Regions from separate parts of the Sus scrofa genome. Here all the other regions are linked to region 1. Evidence: chromatin contacts called from public HiChIP or PLAC-seq and promoter capture Hi-C data. All regions are on one chromosome and are shown on one strand. Each heading gives the region's core, a stretch centred on a gene start, on an enhancer-like site or on the middle of the called end of the contact. The rest is flanking DNA. Distances are from core to core; before and after follow the strand shown.

What was found. Promoter capture Hi-C pulls out the DNA fragments that hold promoters and counts their contacts. HiChIP or PLAC-seq counts read pairs in DNA pulled down with a chosen protein or histone mark.
Region 2: a contact with region 1 is called in a promoter capture Hi-C map of fetal liver, with 4 times the contacts expected there. The contact joins the promoter of C4H1orf194 here to the promoter of PRPF38B in region 1. A contact is called at or near these places in 1 of 5 promoter capture datasets (fetal liver) and 3 of 47 Hi-C or Micro-C datasets (alveolar macrophages, heart right ventricle and mesenteric adipose tissue).
Region 3: an H3K27ac HiChIP or PLAC-seq map of alveolar macrophages shows a contact between it and region 1. The contact joins the promoter of CLCC1 here to the promoter of PRPF38B in region 1. A contact is called at or near these places in 1 of 47 Hi-C or Micro-C datasets (heart right ventricle) and 1 of 2 datasets of contacts at active chromatin or transcription factors (alveolar macrophages).

The regions. Positions count from the first base shown.
Region 1 is chr4:111,344,928-111,349,746 of Sscrofa11.1, reverse strand. It overlaps PRPF38B (pre-mRNA-splicing factor 38B), which reads left to right and starts at 2,242. Exons shown (of 6, transcript XM_001927806.4): 1 at 2,242-2,823. The coding sequence starts at 2,539. It overlaps LOC102160506 (a long non-coding RNA gene), which reads right to left and starts at 2,171. Exons shown (of 3, transcript XR_002343537.1): 1 at 2,044-2,171; 2 at 875-1,733.
Region 2 is chr4:110,951,868-110,956,686 of Sscrofa11.1, reverse strand. C4H1orf194 reads right to left here and starts at 2,497. Exons shown (of 4, transcript XM_021090091.1): 1 at 1,364-2,497. The coding sequence starts at 1,444. It overlaps KIAA1324 (UPF0577 protein KIAA1324 homolog), which reads left to right and starts at 2,595. Exons shown (of 22, transcript XM_013997295.2): 1 at 2,595-2,933. The coding sequence starts at 2,781.
Region 3 is chr4:111,078,248-111,083,066 of Sscrofa11.1, reverse strand. CLCC1 (chloride channel CLIC-like protein 1) reads right to left here and starts at 2,419. Exons shown (of 11, transcript XM_005663605.3): 1 at 2,265-2,419.

The DNA of each region.
Region 1 (4,819 bases), core at 993-3,492:
CGTTCCTGGGCCAGGTATTAAACTCGCCAGAGCAGTGACAACACCAGATCCTCAACCTGCCGAGCCACCAGGGAACTCCTAAATATAACTTTTTAAATGGGGATAATACTTATATATTCAGATTGCTTTAGGGATTCACCGAATATGCCAAGCACTTTATCCCAATACCTGGTTTGATACTTCATTTGATGCCACTGAAACTTTTATTATCAAACTTCAACCTCTCTACTAAGCTCTTTACTCAGAGTCTAGGGATAAATGAATTTTAAAAGATTTAGGCAATTAGGATTTGGCAATTAGTGTTACTGGGTAAACTCAATAAACTTTTCATCAAGGCAAAAAACACATAAAGGAAAAAATGAGTTCAAGTTTTTTTTCATTTTATTTTAAACTTGGTGAGTCTTTAGAGAGTGGGATCATCTATTTCCCTTGGGAAGTAAGTTTGTATAAACTAATGTACGGAAAAACAAGATCTGGAGTTCCCATTATGGTTCAGTTAACGAACCTGACAAGTATCCATAAGGACATGGGTTCGACCCCGGGCCTTACTCCATGGTTTAAGGATTGGGCATTTCCTTGAGATGCCATATAGCATGCAGATGGCTGGGATCTGGCATTGCTGTGTGGTAGGCCAGCAGCTGCAGCTCTGATTCCACCCCTAGCCTGAGAACTTCTGTATGCCACAGGTGCAGCCGGCCCTAAAAAAAAAAAAAATCTACTAAGTTTAAACCACTTCCAAAAGCTTTAGCCCTCCAACATAAAATAAAGGAACTAAACAGAATGATCACTTATATATTGTCCATTCTAAATATTAATCACTCCAATCATTCATTTACTTCTCATTTATCTTTCCTTACACTATGTCTCCATTTACCTTCTACTTCTCTGCTTGTCCTCTCTCCTGCTGGTTCAACTTCATCCAGCTGTAGATGTTCCCCAAGATTTCTGTCTCATCCCTTTCCCCTCTGTGTTTAAGCCACTGAAATTAATCTTGCCTTCAAACTTCCTACTTCAACAGTTTCTAGGAAAGCGTAAATGATAAAAAGTGCCACAATGAGAAATCAAATAGCATGGAGAATGAAAAAGGTCACTGGATTTTGGCAATTAGGGTATCACCACATGAGTCATCACAGGTTTTGAGCAGGGAGTGCTGCACTTTTGGAAGGATGACTCTAGCAACGCCCTGTGAAGAACGAATTGGAGCCAGAGAATATTCCAAACATTAGCATCTTAAGGTAACTTTGGGGTCATAGACGAAATTATGTAACCCTTAGGCTTAAATGTCATCAAATTCCTTATGTTTCATCTTGGCATTCCAGGCACTTAAATAGCCCAATTCCTATCTAGTCATTACTCCTCCATAAGCATATCTCCTGGCTCCTGTCAACTAGATTTACCCTCTAACAGACTTGATCTTCCCTGCTTCTATATATACTCAGGCTGTTCTCTGTCGGTAAAACTGCCAAGTCCATGAACCTGCAGAAACTTCAGTAGCTTTTGTTGTCTTCTCTTGACTCCCAAATTCACCATGCTTCTTCTCTAGGTGAACAGTAGCTTTTGAAAGATGACACGGGTTCTGACTCATTCGCGCACCCACCACCTTCTTCCCTCTACCTCCCTTCAATGCCTCGCCCAAGGCTATCACTCGGAATGCACCGCAGAATGGAAGAACTCCAGTAGGAAGAAAGCAATCAGGTAACGAATGGCACTACAGATACAGTAGCTCTTAAATGCTAAAAAAAAAAAAAAAAAAAAAAAAAAATTTAGCCCAGCAAGATGTTTATCTTGACCTTACGGTTGAATAAATTTAGGCTCAAATAATAAGATCTCTAGCCGGACAGAGGGCAGAAAGACTGCACTGGAATCACACGAAGGAGTGCGGTACTATCATCCCTTCCAAAGAATCTTAAAACTGAATTCAGGAGGTTCGGTTACTCCGCAGTAGTCAGTCATGGATTTGCAAGTATACAGCCTTGAGAACGCCTGACCGCTCAGCTTTCGAAAGATGAAACCGGGGCCCGCAGTCCAAATATTAAAACATACCAATTAGACCTACAATCTTCCTCCCCTGACCCCCAATTTCCAGTGTAAATCGCCTAAGAGTCGGGGAGCAGAGGGCACCAACGCCACCGCAGCGCGCTCCGAACGCGCGGAACAAGGAAGAAGACTCTCCGGCCCACCTGGGCAACTCTGATTGGCCGCCGGCTAAGCTTGGAACTCTGGGGCGTGTGGCGTCACATCCGCCGGGGCCGCCATCTTGTTCCCAGGGGCAGTTGGCGGAAGAGATCGCGCTCTCGGGCCGCCGGCTCGCTTTCTGCTTGGAGTTCTCGCGGCCCGCGTCTTGGCGTCTGCTCTCCACTCGGGGTCCATTTGTCGGCGTCCTAGTTGCCCTCCTTCAGCTGGCTGGGGCACAGCTACGCGGCCCCCTCTTCCGACGGCGTTCCATGGAGTAGGGTCCCGGACCGTTGTCCCGAAGAGCGAGATCGAGCTTGGCCCCCTCCCCCTCCCTTCTCCCTCCCTCCTTCCTTCCGCCGCAACATGGCTAACAACAGCCCCGCGCTGACAGGCAACTCGCAGCCGCAGCACCAGGCAGCCGCGGCCGCGGCTCAGCAGCAGCAGCAGTGCGGCGGCGGCGGCGGCGGTGGCGCCACCAAGCCGGCAGTCTCGGGCAAGCAGGGCAATGTGCTGCCGCTGTGGGGCAACGAAAAGACTATGAACCTCAACCCCATGATCTTGACCAATATCCTGTCGTCGCCTTACTTCAAAGTGCAGCTCTACGAGCTCAAAACCTACCACGAGGTGGTGGACGAGATCTACTTTAAGGTACGAAACGTCTAGACCTGGGGGGGTGGGGGTTAAGTTCGGAGGAGGGGGTATAGAGGAAACGGGCGGAGGCGGCCCCGGAGGACTGAGGATTTGGTGGTGGGTGGGGGGCGGCGGGCGGAGGGGTTGTGGTGGTCAGTAGTCCGCCAGGGAGGGGTCAAACTGGGGCCGCCCTCTCATTTCCTTTTCAGATTTTTAGGGCCCGGAGAGCCCGCCGCCATTGATCTCGCTCGCCTCCCCCCACCTCCTGCCCGTCCCTGGGGGGAGTTGGACGGGAGAGGTGGGGGAGAGGAGAAACGAGACTGAAGCCTCTCCAGTTTACAGCTTTAAATTTCTTTCTTTTCACGTGGATCTACTCAGCGCCAACTTGTTGGCGCTTCTCCTGCTCACCCCGGGCCAGGGCGTGTATTGACTTCAATGTTGGCCTCGTGTAGTCGGTGTTCACTGTCCGATTAAGACAGGGAAGTGGTCAGTGTGCGTCGGGTGGGGTGGGAGGGTTGAGGGTGGAGAGGTGCAAGTGGAAGAGATGTACCGAAGGCCTGGAAATTTTCGCAGCAGGAAGTCAGGAGTAAGTGGTCTCAGTCACCTGTGCATTGGGCTTATTTAGAATTATCTGGGCCCTGGGCTTCTGCGGCAGGGTCGGTGCTGGCTTGGCTGTGCTGGGGAGCTCACCTGGCGCCTCCTCACTGCACTCTTGTCTCAGTTCTTGTTTCGTTAGCAGGATTGACTCAGTCTTGCAGCGAGGCTCGGAGCAGCCCAGGGTCGCAGGTAGAGGTATGCATTATTAATCATGCTCAATCGCCATAAATGCATTTCCCTGGTTAAATGAACGGCTAATTAGATTTTTTTTTTTTGGCCATTAGTTTTGGTCTTTTCCTCACCAATTTGATAGGCGTTCTCCACTTACCTGCAAATTATGTAGTTTTAAAAATACCTTCCAGGCCTCCTAAGGTTAATTTATATTTTAAAGAATATTAATCAATGATCATTAGCTATTAGCTAGAACATCTAATATGATACAATCCGTTTTGTCTGTATTGATTCTTAAAACATTTGACAGATCACAAAGTATTTTCTGTGACCTGAACACTTCTGTAGAGGTGTTAAGAGAAGGAAATTTTCTTTATTTGCTTTTAAGTTATGTTTTGTCCACCTTTTCCCCAATTAAGTGGGGTTTTTTTGAAGGATTTTGTAATATTTGTTACTTTTGATTATTGTTTTGAGAATACAGTTCAACTTTGGGTATATAAAGTACACTGAAATTTTGGTATCCTCTTAAAAGATTATTGTAAGTAATTGTAATACTATGAACTTGTTTTTGTTTGTTTTTAAGGTAAGATGCTTTTCAGCAGGGATACAGTGTGGCGAATATCTAACCCTTAGATTTAGTTATGTGGCAAACTTCAATCAGTTGAAAATTAGTTTCCTTCTCTTTTTGTGGCAGGTTCTGTTTCGCAGGCAGATGTTAATGCCATAGGGAAAAGCTTGTTTTCAAATTTCATGTACTGTGTTTTGAAACAACTACTACAAATTACTTAAACTTAGTTATCAGGTTTTGTTATCTAGATATCCAAATAAAATAATCATTGAAATATATAGGCTTGCAGTTTTGTAAGTCGATTTTGTATGGCCCCTTTGGTTAGGCTTTAAGGAATTGAAACATCATTTATACAGCTAGCTGGGGGAAGGAAATGAAACAGTGAAGCAATGCAGCAGTCTACTGAGCAAAATAGTGTAGTGCTTACATTTAAATGCATGCTTTTCCGTCTAAAGCCATTGAAAAAGACTATGACATGTAACCATGGGTGGGTGGAAGTAAGGTTTTAGAAATATGAAGTGAATGAACAGGATTTTACTTTTTGTTTCAAGTTTAAGATCTTTCTAAAAGACCTTCTTTTGAGTTATATCTGTTGTAGAGCAAACATTCTCTGCTATTTTTAGGGGAAGTAATGTGGTTTTTATAGGGTGCCCCATCTTAGCATAGATCTGTATCTTT
Region 2 (4,819 bases), core at 1,248-3,747, 390 kb after region 1:
TGGCCTACCCCACAGCCACAACAATGCAGGATCCAAGCTGAGTCTGTGACCTACACACAGCTCACGACAACACTGGATCCCCAACCCACTGAGAGAGTCCAGGGATGGAACCCGCATCCTCATGGATACTAGTCAGATTCGTTTCCACTGTGCCACATGGAAACGCCTGCATCACTGTTTTAGATCCATTACTCCTTCTGGAGATCACTGCACCAGCCTCTGAGCTGATTCCTCTTGTCCCACTGACATCCTATCCAATCCATTGCCACTTGTGCTTGCTACCACACCCATCCAGTATGTCACTCCAGTGCTGGATGTAAGGATTCTCCAGGACGAAAACCTAGTTCACCAGCATGGTATGCTCAGCACACGCACTCCAAACAGGGTCAAGTCAGCTTCCGCCCCTCCGCTCCTCTATTTCACACTAACACTTCAGCCACTCTGGACTCTTTGTCCTCTAAGAGACTTGCCTCTCCATGTCTATACAGCTGCTGCTTCCTTTGCCTTGAATGTCTGGTTCCTGTTTCCTTCTTCCTAACTCACATTCCACCTCTTCGCTCCCCTGGTCCAGCTAACTCATATTTGGATGTCACAACTCACCTGCTCTGGAAGCTTTCCTTTAAAGTTGCTGTCTCCCACGACATATTACATATGACTGTCACAACACATGTGCTGCTGTGCAAGCACTTTTGCTGTTGCTGTTGCCCGTCTGGCTTTTCTACCAGAGTTCCCTGGGAACAGGAGCTACATCTAATTTATCTATACATCCTCCGTGTTTAGTAGGGGGCCTGGCATATGGTACATAATAAATGTTGAACAAACAAAAGGGAGTTCTTTGATTTTGTTATTATCTGTATTTTGCACCACTTCAAACATCTCAAATGCTTCTACCAGGAAAAAAAATTCACCTAAATTCCCAAATCACTGGCCACCAACATTAAACACACTTATATATACACATTCCAGCATGAATCAGAAGACATGTATAAAGCATGACCTGTGGTTTTCAGAGGATTCTTTCCCACTCCACAGATCCTACCTCTTCAGAGAACAGTCTTCCAAAGAGGGTAAAGGGTGGCTGGGCGGAACCTGGGCGTGGCTTGTGTAAGTCCCCTTATACCAAGGGGCTGCCAGTGCTCCTGGTTCCCGGACTAAAGCTCTACTTCTCTCTGCTCAAAAGCACTTCTGAAACGCTGTCAGACCTGAACATGGGAACATGGAGGCAGGCAGAAGGCGGACTTATCCGGTCCCTAACTCACCGTCCTCACCAGAGCCCGGTTAAGTTACTATCTCTTCCCGTCACGCTGACAGAAAAAAGAATGCCGTCGACACTGCGGGGAATATGTGCAAGAAACCTCAGTACCTTGGAAGCCCGTATTTTTCCCAAGTAGGAATCATCGTTATCCAAAGTGGAATGCTGGAAAGGGTCTCGGGTGAGAGGCATGGTAAAATGCCGAGCGAGACGCTCTTTAGAGGGACGAGAGGCCCGCGCAGCCGCACACACCTTCGCGCGCGGAGAATCGCGGGTCCCAATTGTTTGGAACGCCCGATTTCAGTTGCCAGGCAACAGCCCCGCCCCCTGCGACTGAGGTGAAGTCCCTCGGAGAAGGGCGCCACCTGGCGGTCCAACGCGGGAGGCCCCTCGGAAGAAACTATCAGGAATACAGCGTGAAGCACCGCAGAGTATGCCAAGGAGCGCTGGATTTGCAATCCTGAGTCTTCGGTGAAAAACGTCGACGTCCCATTGTACGGGTCTTCTGCAAAAGATTTCAGTTGTGGAAAAAATTCCTAAAAGATGCCCCAGAAATGTTCTTCTCTCTGGCATCTAACAAAAGGATTTCTCAAAGCTATGAGAGAATGAGGATGTCAAGAGACAGAAGAATCCAGTTGCTGTGCTTGGAAAATTGCTAGCTAAAGCAAACTTTCCTTGCTTTAACTCTATTTAACTACGCGAGCCTCAGGGCTTCACATAGAGCCTGTTGTCAAGGCACGGATAGGTTTGACGGGATAAAAGTAAGGTCTCCAGGAGTGCACTTGTGGCACAGTGGGTTAAGGATCTGGCGTTGTCACTGCAGGGGTCCAGGTCGCTTCTGTGGCGCAGGTTCGTTCCCTGGCCCGGGAACTTCCACAAGCCGCCGCTGCGGCAAAACAAGAGAGGAAAGAAGGAAAGAAAGAGAGAGAAAGAAGAAAGAAGATCTCTAGAAGTGGCTGTTGCGGTACCGGGGTCACTCTTTTAGGCTATAACCTTTGGAGGAGAGGCGGCATCTCAATCATTTATCACTTCGCACAGAAGTGCTTAATAAGGATTTATCAAGTGCCACGTCTGCAAAATTAGAGATGCTCATAAGTAGTCGATGGCCCGAAATAATGAATTAGATGGCGACGGTTTGGAGGTGGTTTCCACCGCGTTCTTTACACGAGCCCTGTGCGCGCCTGTTGGGCCCGTTGCAGATCCTGGGCGCGTGCATTTTCACGCCGCGCGCGCCAGCGGCGGCGGCTGCTATGGCGACCGGCAGGTGAGCGGCAGAGGAGCGCGTGGTCCCTGCCCCACCCGCGCGGAGGCAAAGAGGAGGCGGTTGCCAAGGCGACGTGGATAGGAGGAGAAGAGGAAGGAGGGAGGAGGAAGGATGGGCGGCCTTGGCGTAGCCGCAGGGAGGTGACTGAAGCGAGCCCAGCCCCTTGCATCCTCCCCCTGTGAACCTCCCTCCCCTTTTTTTCCGCCTTCAGTAGCTACAGACGCAGCACCTGAGCCGCTGCTGCCGCTCGCTCAGAACAACACTATGGCTGAGCCTGGGCACAGCCTCCATCCCTCTGCCAGAGGCAGGGGAAGAACTGAGCGGCGCACACTCCGGCTTCTGCGGCTGCTGCTCTGGGTTGGGACCGCCTTCCAGGTGACTCAGGGAGCGGGACTGGAGCTTCACGCCTGCAAAGAGGTACTGTCCTCCCCGGCCGACCCCACTTGGGTCGACAAAATATTGGATCCTGGCGGAGACCTTGGGATCTGAGCACGGACAGTTTCAGAGGCCACGGAGTTTAGGTTTCTTTGGGGATAAGGCGCGGGGGTGGGGGGAAGAGGAGCAGACTGGCGTCATGGAGAGGCCAACCCACTAGAGGACTCACAGAATAGATCATCCTCACAGCTTGGGCTGCTGAGCTCAGGGGAAAGGTCCCAGCTCCAAGGAGCTCAGGAGGGAACTGAGTCCCTGGACTCGGAAATGAGGGAAGAAGACATGGACTTTTCCCAGCTGCAATGACATTACCTTTAAAGTGATTGAAAACAAAAAGATGATGTATAGAGGGGCAAAATAGAAAGTGGGAAAAGAGAGAAGTGGGGTAAGACGAGTTTGGAAGGCCGGCAGAAAACAGTGGATGGACATGGGAGTCCTTGTGGTTTGATCATGGCTTTAAAAAAGCAGTATGAAGGTGGGAGGTCGTTGAGAGGGACCCCATCTCCTCTCTCCCCTGGGTATGAAACATCCTGTTACCTTGCTGGCTCCTAAACGTGGATCTTTTTTTATAGTTTGCGCCCCCCCCCCCATACACACTTTCTTTAATGTACCTGACAGTGTATGATCCACCTTTGACCAGACTTTCAGCTCTAATATCTCACATTCTGCCAATGTCTACTTCCTTTCTCTGGACTTTTGCTTACATATGTCGTAAGCCTTTTTCAAGGTGTTTCTAAAGTTTTGCTAACATGATTCAGAGAATAAGTACTGAATGTCTTCCCAAGCCAAACTGCCTTTTGAACATTCTTTTGGAGGGATACAAAAAGGCATTAAAGAGCAAAAAAACAGTTTCTGTGGTATTGGAATAATAATTGGTTTGCTCTGAGTAACTTTTTTAAACCATATGGTAGAGGCAGCAACAGCATATTTACAAGAACTGCAGGGGAGAAAGCAAAAAAAGTTCTGTTATCTATGTCGCATGTAAAAAACTCATAATACATGAAGAGTCTAGCCCAGTACAGTTCATCTGAAATGTCATACTTGGTTAAGGTTTTGAGAGATTGAAATTTTTTTATAAGTCATTATTAGCTACTGATTAGCAACAATGAGCCTGTCTCTTGTGGCAATACATTATTGTGAAGGCTTTCTGACTCTACATACAAAATTATGGACTACAAAGTGAAAGGATAGGGGAGAGGAGAGAGTTTTTGTGTAAATAAAGAGATTTGACTTCATTCATGAATATGTATGAGTGACTACGGTCAGTGGGAATTTTGGTAACTTGTATCAGCTCCAGTGATGACCTGCCCTGGGCCAGCCACATTTCCACACAGCCACTTTATGGCCTATTTTAAAGCTGACTGAGGACAGGATGATTTTGTCAGTGATTGTGGCTTACTGGCCTTGGTGGCCTGTGGTCTACCCAACCAGTTCCAACAAGCAAACTCACTTGCCTAAGAATCCAACATGGGTGTCCCCAGAATGGAAGGTAAGAATCTTAGAGTTCAATGACCACTTCTTGTTGAGATCTTTGTGGACGATGGAAAACATGAGACATTTAAGCAATTAAACACTTTGTACCATCTTGCTTTAGAAGGAGGGCAGAATTTTGATACTTGAGAGCATTAACTTGTGTACAAATTTTACCTTTAGTCCTTTTTTTTTTTTTTTATCTTTTTCAGAGCTGCACCCATGGCATATGGAGGTTCCCAGGCTAGGGGTCTAATTGGAGCTATAGCCGCCAGCCTATGCCATGGCCACAGCAACACCAGATCCAAGCCGCATCTTTGACCTACACCACAGCTCATGGCAACGGATCCTTAACCCACTGAGTGAGACCAGGGGTCGAACCCGTGACCCCACGGTTTCTA
Region 3 (4,819 bases), core at 1,170-3,669, 270 kb after region 1:
TTAAGTCCGAGCTAAACGAAAACACTCTTTCCCCACTCCAGGTGTGCTGTTTCTTCTCCAGGTGTTAACACACACTGAAATCCACCACTTACTGACTGGTCAGTCTCATCCCTGAACACAGTAGCTCTCAAGCCGGGGAAGCTTCTAAAACTTCCCATCTTCCATCCACATCCCAAGGCATTTAAGTCAGAATCCCCAGGGGAGAGACCCAGGCACTGGGAAGTTTAAAGCTCCCCAGTGGGTACAATCACACAATGACGGTGGAAGAGCCTTGTCCTACAATGTGAACTTTCCAGGGAGGGTAACATCTTACTCAAGTCTTCATTCCCCTTCCCAAATACCCTCTCCATCGTGCCCCCTCCACCTCTCTAAGCCTGACACCCAGCCCAGTGGCTGGCAGGTGAAAGACATTCAGTAAATGTTTGTTAGGTAGCCAATGCAAACGATCAGTCTCGGCCAGGAATTTAAAGGGTTCAGAGGATAAAGCAGCACAAAAAAAAAAATCAAAATTTTCAAATCTGAGGGAGTAACAATGCAGAAGTGATGGGAGATGAGGAGGTGAGGCAGAAGAGCAGAATCAGCTGCAGAGAAAGTCAAGCCCTCCTGCCCACCCCCCAGGGTCACTGATTCAGGGCTGGACCTCCTTGAAAAATCTTTAAAGATCTCATACTTCCTTCAAACAAAGCTGCATCTAAACCTGGTAGATATCTTGCTTAAAAAAAGAAAAAAACAGACTCTGATTAAGTCTGAGGTGGGCCTGAGATTCTGCATTTCGAACAAGCTCCTAGTGGTGGCAGAGATGTTGGCCTACAGAGCACTGTGAGTAGTCAAGTATTAAAGCAATCATCCTATAATAGTTTAGTTCAGCGGTGGCACCTGTGATTCTACTAGTCAATAATTAGTATCTCTCCCCTAGTTCTATTTTTTCATCATTTTTCTCATGTCTGCAGCTTTGACACTATCACAATTACTATACCATAATAATAGCTGGTATTTGATTACTTTGTGCCAAATGCTGTTACATGCATTCATTTAATCCAAGAACTCTTGGAAGCAGTACTCTTGCTATCTTCACTTTACAGATTAGAAAAAGAAGTAATTTGCCCAAAGTCAATCAGCTAGCAGGTGGTCAAACCCGGACTGGCGCTACCTAAACTGCCTTTCCAGGGCAAGAGGCCCTGAGGGGCTATTCTTTTTTTTTTTTTGTTTTGTCTTTTTAGGGCCGCACTGGCGGCATATGGAGGTTCCTAGGCTAGGGGTCCAGTTGGGGCTACAGCTGCCAGAGCCACAGCAACGCCAGACCCGAGCCGCGTCTGTGACCTACACCACAGCTCACAGCAACGCCGGATCCTTAACCCACCCAGCGAGGTCAGGGATCGAACCCGCAACCTCATGGTTCCTAGTCGGATTCGTTAACCACTGCGCCACGACGGGAACTCCTGAGGGGCTATTCTGAGAGGATGGAGAGGGGGAACTACGGGAGCCCCACTTGCAAAGCGGGAAACACCAAGAGTGAGTTAACAGCAGCTCCTAGGCTTGACCGCTATCAACAAAGAGATCTCCGAGGAGGCTGCTGGCCACTGAGTGGAAATCAGCACAAATGAGAAGTATCTGGTTTCAATGAACGTACACGTGAAACGAGAAAAACAAGACTAATTTGGAGAATAGAGTCAACTTTTGCCTGAACCCAGAAACACGGCATAAGTCAGCAGTTTGCAATTTTGTTCGCGTCCCTTTGTCTAGTTTCCTGGAGCAAACTTAAGAACGTGCGTTTCTAACGGTTCCTAGATGACGATGACGACGGTCAAGCTAGTCTGGGGACCGCACCTCCATAACCACGAGCGCAGAGAAAATCGTCCTTGTTTTTCACCGCCCACTCATAAATATTCATCTCTAACTTTTAACATCCAAATTAAGTTTTTAAAACTTAGGTACAACCAAACCCAAGCCATTCTACTGACGCTATTTGTTCAAACTGTGCTTAAAGTTTTCAGAGATAACTGAAGCCAACAAAATTCAACGTTCGCCCGCGTCTCGCTTTGCGCTCCTTGCCCCTTTCCCTAGGCCTCTCTTTGAACCGCTAAAGATAAGACCTCTGACTGGCCGGGGAGATAAGACCGGGCGCTCGGCCATCCCCGTCGACGCCGTGCTCAGAGGTCTCCCGCAGGCCGGGGCAACACCCTCGGCCTCCCCTGCGCCGCCGCCCGCGAGACCCGCCGGGGCCGAACTCCAACCTGCCCGCCGCTCAAACACACCCGACTCACGTCCCAGGTCGCCTGCCTGCCTCTCCAAGGAGACAGACACGTGCCCACGTCGCAAAAGGCAGCGAGCAGACCCCAACAGAGCAGAGCTCTTCTGCGGGCACCGGGCCTCTAGCGCGTCCTCATCGACTCGCTCGGCCGGCAGCTGTGTGTCCCTCCCGGGCGCGCGGCTGATTGGCCCGCCGAGGGGGGCGGGGCCGGCTGGCTTGTTTTCTGTATCCTCATCAGCTGAACTCTGCAGGTGAAATCTTACAGGGAAGACAAACACATAAAAGGAGTACGAAACGTATTTTCTTAGTATCAGTTTATTTTATAAGTTTTCGAATGTGTAACATTTGCAAAAAAAAAAAGCCCAGAAATCTATTTGGAGTATTTTTTGGAGAATTTTTTAAATGGGGTTGAGTGATAATGGTATCCTATAGTATTGAGTACTGGGGGGGGGGGCGGAGGAGTGCACACTGCGTGGTCGTTGGAAGTAGTAAGTTTCCTTTTGATTTTTATCTTTACGTACTGGCCTTGCAAGCTTAGAAAATTCTCCAAAGAGGAAATGAGTTTTACACACTAGGAGAAAATAAAAGGTGTACGCAAAAGTTACTGGAATCAAATTTAAAAGTATATAAAGCAGTGCACTTGAGTGTGCATGTTGCTTATTACAGTTTTTAAAAATTAAAATACAAGGAGTTCCCGTCGTGGCCCAGCGGAAACGAATCCGACAAGGAACCATGAGGTTGCAGGTTCAGTCCCTGGCCTCGCTCAGTGAGTTAAGGATCCGACGTTTTAGTGAGTTGTGGTGTAGGTCGCAGACGCGGCTCGGATCCTGCGTTGTTGTGGCTGTGGCTGTGGCTGCCATCTGTAGCTCCGATTAGACCCCTAGCCTGGGAACCTCCCTATGCCGTGAGTGCGGCCCTAAAAAGCAAAAAAAAAAAAAAAAAAAGAAAAGAAAAAAGAAAATACACCTGACATAAAATTTACCATCTTACCATTTTCAGTGTAGAGTTCATTAAGTATATTAATATCGTTGTGCAATCATCACCACTATGCATCTCCATGAATCTTTTCATCCTGCAAAACTGAAACTCTATGTACCTTAAATAATTCATCATTTCCTTTCTGCCCCCAGCCACTGGCAACGGCCATAGACGCTTTGTATCTCTATGAATTTGTCTACTCTAGGTAACTCATGTAAGTGGAATCATACAAAATTGGTCTTTTTTGTGACTGACATTTCATTTAGCATAACATCCTTAAGGATCATCCATGTTGTAACACATATCAAAATTTCCTTCCTTTTTAAAGGCTGAATGATGCTCCATTGTATTATACACCACGGTTTATCAGTTTGTCTGTTGGACTCCAGTTGCTTGTACCTTTTGGCTATTATAAGGCTGCTGTGAACATCAGTGTACAAATACTCTTTGAGACCCTGATTTCAATTATTTTGAGCATATGTACCTAAAAGTGGGATTGCTGGGTCAAATGTAATTCCATTTTTGGTTTTTTAAGGGATCACCATACTGTTTTCCGCAATGGCTGTACTATGTGATATTCCAACCAACAGTACATAGAAGTTCCAATTTCTCCGCATCCTTGCCAACACTTTTTTTTTGACAGCAGCCATCCTATTGAATGTGAGGTGATATCTCTCTTTGTGGTTTTTAATTGTATTTCCCTAATGATTAGTGATACTGAGCATTTTTCAAGTGCTTATTGACCACCTGTCTCTCTTCTTGGGAGCTATGACGATTGAAGTCCTTTGCCCATTTTTTTTTTTTCTTTCTTGGCTGCCCTGCAGCATATGGAGTTCCCCAGCCAGGGATCAGATCCGAGTTGCAGCCTTTGCCGCAGCTGCAGTAATGCTGGATCCTTTTTTTTTTTTTTTTCCTATTTCTTGGGCTGCTTCCGCGGCTTATGGAGATTCCCAGGCTAGGGGTCCAGTCGGAGCTGTAGCCGCCAGCCTACGCCAGAGCCACAGCAACGCGGGATCCGAGCCGCGTCTGCAACCTCCTACACCACAGCTCACGGCAACGCCGGATCCTTAACCCACTGAGCAAGGGCAGGGACCGAACCCGCAACCTCATGGTTCCTAGTCGGATTTGTCAACCACTGCCCCACGACGGGAATTCCCTCTTTTTTTTTTTTTTTAAGTGCTGGATCCTTTAACCCACTTTACCAGGCCAGGAATCTAACCTGCGTCCTGGCGCTGCAGAGGCACCGTGGATCTGGTTGCTCGACAGCAGGAACACCGTCTGCCCATTTTTTTAGTTTTTTTTTTGGTGGTTGTTGAGCTGTAGGAGTTATTTATATAGTCTGTATATTAACCCTTTATCAGACATGATTTGCAAGTATTTTCTCTGATTTCATGGGTTGCCTCTTCACTGTTAGGTCCTTTGGCTTATTATAATTTAAAAAAAAATTAATGAAACTTGAATCACACCACTGATCATCCACCAGGAAGTCAAGAACTTCTGTACCACCCTCCCATCCCCACTTTCCTTCCTGGAACTCCCAACTGAGGATTCAGAGAATGTAGATACTTCAGTTTTCTTGTTTTCTCATAT